2 separate regions of the Sus scrofa genome follow, and region 1 is linked to region 2. Evidence: chromatin contacts called from public Hi-C data. All regions are on one chromosome and are shown on one strand. The core of a region is the stretch at or near the end of the contact, and the rest is flanking DNA. Distances in the headings are between cores, read along the strand shown.

Evidence for each region. A called contact is a pair of places that touch in the nucleus more often than the background predicts.
Region 1: a contact with region 2 is called in a Hi-C map of epiblast stem cells, with 2.2 times the contacts expected there. The contact joins the enhancer-like site here to the promoter of FST in region 2. A contact is called at or near these places in 10 of 47 Hi-C or Micro-C datasets (alveolar macrophages, embryonic fibroblasts, epiblast stem cells and 6 more) and 1 of 2 datasets of contacts at active chromatin or transcription factors (skeletal muscle).

The regions. Positions count from the first base shown.
Region 1 is chr16:33,257,085-33,259,784 of Sscrofa11.1, reverse strand. All of the region lies in intron 4 of ARL15 (ADP-ribosylation factor-like protein 15), which reads left to right. Among named protein-coding and RNA genes, the nearest start is that of ARL15, 320 kb to the left of the region's middle. Within about 2 kb of position 1,409, at least 4 of the 83 cell types and tissues checked have an H3K27ac peak or open chromatin away from gene starts, as enhancers often do. A contact at or near this core is called in epiblast stem cells, where this site is marked.
Region 2 is chr16:32,804,996-32,807,695 of Sscrofa11.1, reverse strand. FST (follistatin) reads right to left here and starts at 1,355. Exons shown (of 7, transcript NM_001003662.1): 1 at 1,266-1,355. The coding sequence starts at 1,350.

The DNA of each region.
Region 1 (2,700 bases), core at 160-2,659, 450 kb before region 2:
ATTTCATACAAATGAGGTTGAAAATGGGGCTAATGAGATTGCTCATTCCTACTGTCTTTCTAAGCAACACTCATGAAAAATAATATTTCAAGTACTTACAACTTCTGGGGGGGGTCTTTATTTTTTAAAAATCTCTTTTCTTACAAGAAAAGAAACATGGTCATTTTTTTAAAGTGTACCTATGGCAGAAATAGGTCATATAGAGAATGGAAGTTCCCTATAACCCAACTTCCTTATGGTAATAATGGCGAAGTTTGGTGAAACATTTGAATTTTACATTTCTATGATCTGTAAAGCTACAATCTGTTAACTCTGGAGTATCGAATCCACAGTCTCTATTTCTGCAGGTTGGATATCTTATATGACAGCTTTTGCTTGAGACCACGTTTCCTTTTGAACTAGAGACCTGATCTTGTGTGGTTCGCTCTGTGGTTTTTCAACCCTTTACGTAGGCATTTGTCATGTGATTTGACCTTTTATAGGGTCTCTAGGATTTCTTAGTATGAACCACAGATTTTGTTGGAGCTAATTTTTTTTTTTTTTTCTGATTCTATGGAATTGTTTTAGGGATCAGATCAATAGAATACTATTTGAGGTGATTCCTTCAGAGACCAGTGCCTTTTTTTGATGTCCTGAGTGTGTAGACAGTCTTGGGTCTTACATGGGTTATTTTTGCTTAGCTTATTCAGAGCCAGATCTGGTGAATGTATTTAATTACGTTGGCTCTCTCCCAGACTGAGTCAAAGATAAGGCAAAATTTATCAGGTATTGAGGCTGATTTTCTTGTATGTCTTACCAACGGACATACTTGTAGGTGTTTCCAATGGGAGAATATTTTTTAATGGAAAATAATATTTAATCGTGACAGTATCAATTGAAATAGTGCCTATTTGAGAATTTTTTAAGGCACTCTTTTTGAAGTCTTAAATGTATAGTTCTTTTGGTGAAAAATCAGCCTTGTGATAAGAGTTTCTCATTGCTTTCACACTCATAAAGTAAGTGATAAATATAAGGTGATGATTATTGTTTCTCTGCATGGATCATTTATTGACAAGTCTCTCTGGGCTAATTTTTAGTCACGGGGAGTCTCTCCTTCAGGAAGAAATGAGGTGGGACAGTGTTTTGAGCTTTTCTGGAGGGCTTTCCTTTTACTCCAGGTCTTCGAAAAGGATGCAAATCACTTCAAAACCGTCATCACTCTCCCTGCCTTTGTGGCCTCATGTGTTTGTCCTAATCTCCCCCCCTCCCCTTCTTTTTTTGTTTTGTTTTTTTCCTCTGTAAAGGGAAAGTAAAGAGAATCTGCAGTCGGCCCTCCCCTCCCTTTCTCTCCCCTACCCTAGAGGGTGGGCTGAGAAATAAGGAAGAACCTTCAATCCTGCCCTTTGTTAGGAACTCTGATGACTAAAACTGTTGGAACACAGCTAAAATGAGTTTTGGAGGCTTTCCCTACTTCCCCTGCCTGCCATTTCCACGGATTACTGAGGATTGGCTCTGTTGCCAAACAAGGCTGATATTGAGCCTCAAATTTTGATCCATTTTTCATCAAGTTTGCAAGATTTAGTAGTAAAGAAATTACTGCTCTTATAGCAAATGTCAACTTCATGCATGCTGCATTCCATCTCTTGGGCTGCAGGCAAAGCAGTTTATGCAGAAGGTCCATAGCCCATTGGCTTGTAAGCAGTAATGCCAGCAGCAACAAGAGAGCTATCATTTTTGACCTGAAACAGTTACCCAGCAAATACAATACAAAGCCTTAAGTTTTATTTCCTTAGAATGCAGGACACTGCATAACAAATACATTAGTGATGGTGAAGTAATACACTTTTAATCTGTGTTTGAAAATAAAATAAATAATAAAATCTATGTTTGAAATGGATAAAAGTGAACGTGAGAAATTTACAGCCTTTATGGAAAGCCGATGACTGGAAATTTTAGGTTGATTGGTGGAAGAAAATGAGGGCAACAGACTTTTGTAAGTTACTTGGTCTAAAGTTCATGCTTCTGGCTTCTCCCAAGTGTTCAACAAGTTGAAAGCAATTTTGTGCTCAGGCAACTTAACAATGATGGAGAACAAAAGAGAACTTGCATTTAAAATATCAAGGATTTGAGAGGTTTCAGATATATGTGCCTGTATATAAATAATATGAAGCACCTTTTATGTTTAACAAATTTTGATATGTTTTATTTATATCGAAACATGAATGCACTTGCCAGGATAGAGTAATGAAAACGATCGGACCATTTCCTGAAACTTCAAATAACTTCTATAGAAATAATTTCTAATGTTTCGTTCTCTTGCATTGAAATAAATTGTTTTCTAAACCTCCAATCAGCCACAAACAGCACTGAAATGACAACATCAAAATACATAGCGGCGATGCTAAATTACTTCTAATCGATGAGGACATTTTTATTTTATAAATATAAGCTTTCAGCATTGTAATCTAGGGGAGGAAAGAAGACTAAAACGTTAAAAGAAGAATTCTCTGGAGCAGTTTACAAACATTTGGGGGAAATGGAAAACAACGATGAAGCACAGGGACTGGTAAAAGGTTTCAGAGTTACTCTTGTTCACATGACAGAGCAGCAGTCAAAATACACCCCTGTGATTTGTTGCATCTGGTAGAAATGCTGCAGTAGCTAAAGGGACGATCTCTGGCTTTGGGGAAGAAATGAGTAAACAAGACAGTGTAAAGAGAA
Region 2 (2,700 bases), core at 106-2,605:
CTGCCCCGTGCGGCCTCAAGGCGCAGCCCTCCCGACGGTCCCGTTTTGCAATCCGCCAGATCCAGAGGACGCCCGCGGCCACCGCGATCTTTCGAAATCTCCGAGGGCTGCTTTCCCCGGCGCCCACGTCCCCGGCACCTAGGCAGCGCCTCGCCCCGAAAGGCGGGCAACTCAGAGTGGTGCGTTGCAGACCGCGAGGGGCAGTGCCCGGTGGCCAGTTTACAACACACATAAAATGTTAATGCTAAAGCCAGGAAAGTTACAAGTCCGTCTCAAGAAGAGTGTAGGGGGAAAAAACCCAACCAACCAAGTAAATAATAATAATAAAGGGGGGAGGGGCTTCCACCGTCTCATGGTAATACATATCTCATACCTACCAAGAAATCTTTGCAAGTAATTCCCCCCCCCCTCCTCCTTTTTAATGTTCGGATTTGGTCAGAAAGACCTCTCGGGAATCATCCCTATAATCTTAACAATATATTGAACAGCAAGCTGCTTTTATGATTTTAAAAAAGTCTGCCCAAAGACTAGCAGAAATAAATAAATCTAATTAAAAAAATACTTTGCTCTTACTGCATCTCAGAATTTAAATCAATTGTGGGCTTTTCACTGTTCTACAGAAAGTTAACATGAGGAATGAGGCAAAGAAAAAAAATTGTAAACTACTGAAAACAGTCAGGGGTATTTTTTTTTTTTTTTTTTTTTTTGCGGGTTTGGGGGAGGGTGTTGGAAGAAGCATCCACTAGGCAGAAAGCTACTTCCCTCTAAAATTTTCGGCACCCACATTTCCAAGTTTGGGCAAAGTTTCTGAAACCACGTCCCTCAGCCACCGAAGAAATTTCAGTATCCCCCTCCCCAATGCAGTCATTTTTTAAAGTATCCAAAAGATGTAGGAGGTAGAGAGGTAGACTGTAAGTGGGTCGACAGAAATCTCCAGGCTACTGATGCTTTTCCCCTTCTTCAGAGCCAAACAGGGGAGATAACATCTAAACTCATTATGTCCAGAACTTGGAGCATCTAACCCTAACTACTGAGACAGACTCCAGCTCACTCCCTTTCCTTTTAAAGGATCGCCCCGCTCCAAACTCGGCTCCCAGTCCTAAAGTGTCACTGCCTTCAATTTTCCCACTCCTCTCCATCCCGGACTTCCTAAGTTGGTCCAACATCTAAGAGCAGCGCGGCTCAGAACAGACCCAGTGGAGACGACTGAAAAGTACAAACCCCTGTCGCCTGCCGAGCCTCCCAGCGCATCCCCCTTCTCTTACCCTGGGCGCTGCGGTCCTCCATGAACTGGCAGAGCAGCAGCAGCAGGAGGCATAGCCCGCCGGGCTGGTGCTTGGGACGGACCATTCTGGGGTCAGGCGCGGGACGAGGAGCGCGACGGTGCGGGGAGCAGGCGCGGCGGCGAGTGGTTCCGGCGAGCGGCGCGCGTCGCAGAGGCGAGCGGCGGAGGGCGCAGCGATCCCGGCGCAACCCCGCGCTCGCCGCCGGCCGCCCGCGCGATTCAATGGACGTCAGAAGCCGGGCGCAGCCGCGCTTTAAATCTAGACGGGGGTCTCCGCGGTTTGCGGTGGGCGGTCTCCCAGTGTGTGGGGCAGTGGGAGGGCGGCCTCGAGCGAGGGTGTGCGCGGCTCCTTGGGGGTGGGGAGCTTTTAAAAGTTCAGTGTGAATCAGGTGACATTTCCCACCTTCTGGAAACCCTTCCCAATTATCTGGTGGAGGTGCCCGAAATCAAAGCGGCAGGAGGGTATCGCCGAGTTCTTATTTGCGTAGGAGCGAGAGGGAGGGGGCAGGCGACCGGGACGGGAGGGGGGTGAGGGCGACGCTTCGGGGGTGGGGAGTGGGGAAGAACACCCACTTCAAGTCCTGCACGCCGCCGCTCGCAGGCAGCGCCGGCGCGCCTGGGACGGCGTGTGTGTGTGTGTGTGTGTGTGTGTGTGTTCGTTCATGGTGGTGTGTGAGTGTGTGCGTTGGGGGGGGGCATGGTGGGCTGGGGGTGGCGGCTGGCGGAGCAGAGCGGGGCGGGAATTGGTCTTCGCATCGCCGCTCCGCTCCAAGAAGACTTTTGCAAATGCCCGGCGATCCCCGAGCTGCTGAAACACCCCACTCCGGGTCTGTCGCTGGTGTTTAGGCCCCTGTAACCTAGCGCGGGACACCGCGATGTTTTGTGTCTGGGTCTGCGCGTGCCGAGTTCTTCGGCCACCTCGAGCCAGAGTTGTGGCTGGGAATCCCAGCCCCGGCACCTTCCACCCCGGCTGAGCCCGCCGAGACGCAGCCCTCGGTCTCGACGAGTCAGAAGCAAACAAAAATGTTTAACACCTCAGGCCCGGTCTCCCCCCAGTCTCAGTCTCACCCTCTCCATTTCTTTTCTACCCTTTCACTCCGCCGCGTATGGAGTTGGAGCCCGGAGCTGGGGCGCCGACGTAGGCGGTCTGCTGCTCCCCCCCACCCCCCGCCCCGGCTCCGAGACTCCCCAGTTTCTGTCCTGTATGTCTCGGTCTGTCTCCCAGTCTCCTTCTCGGCCTCTCTCTCTCTCTCTGTCTCTCTCGGTTCGCGGAATAAAAAAGATTGCAACATCGATAATGAACTTCTGTAGCCTCAGTTTATTAAGCACAGTGGCTGGCATTCTTCGCTGAAAGTTGGCGGGTCTCTCATTTATAACATTTTTGGCACCGCTGAATGAAACTGAGGAGGCGATAT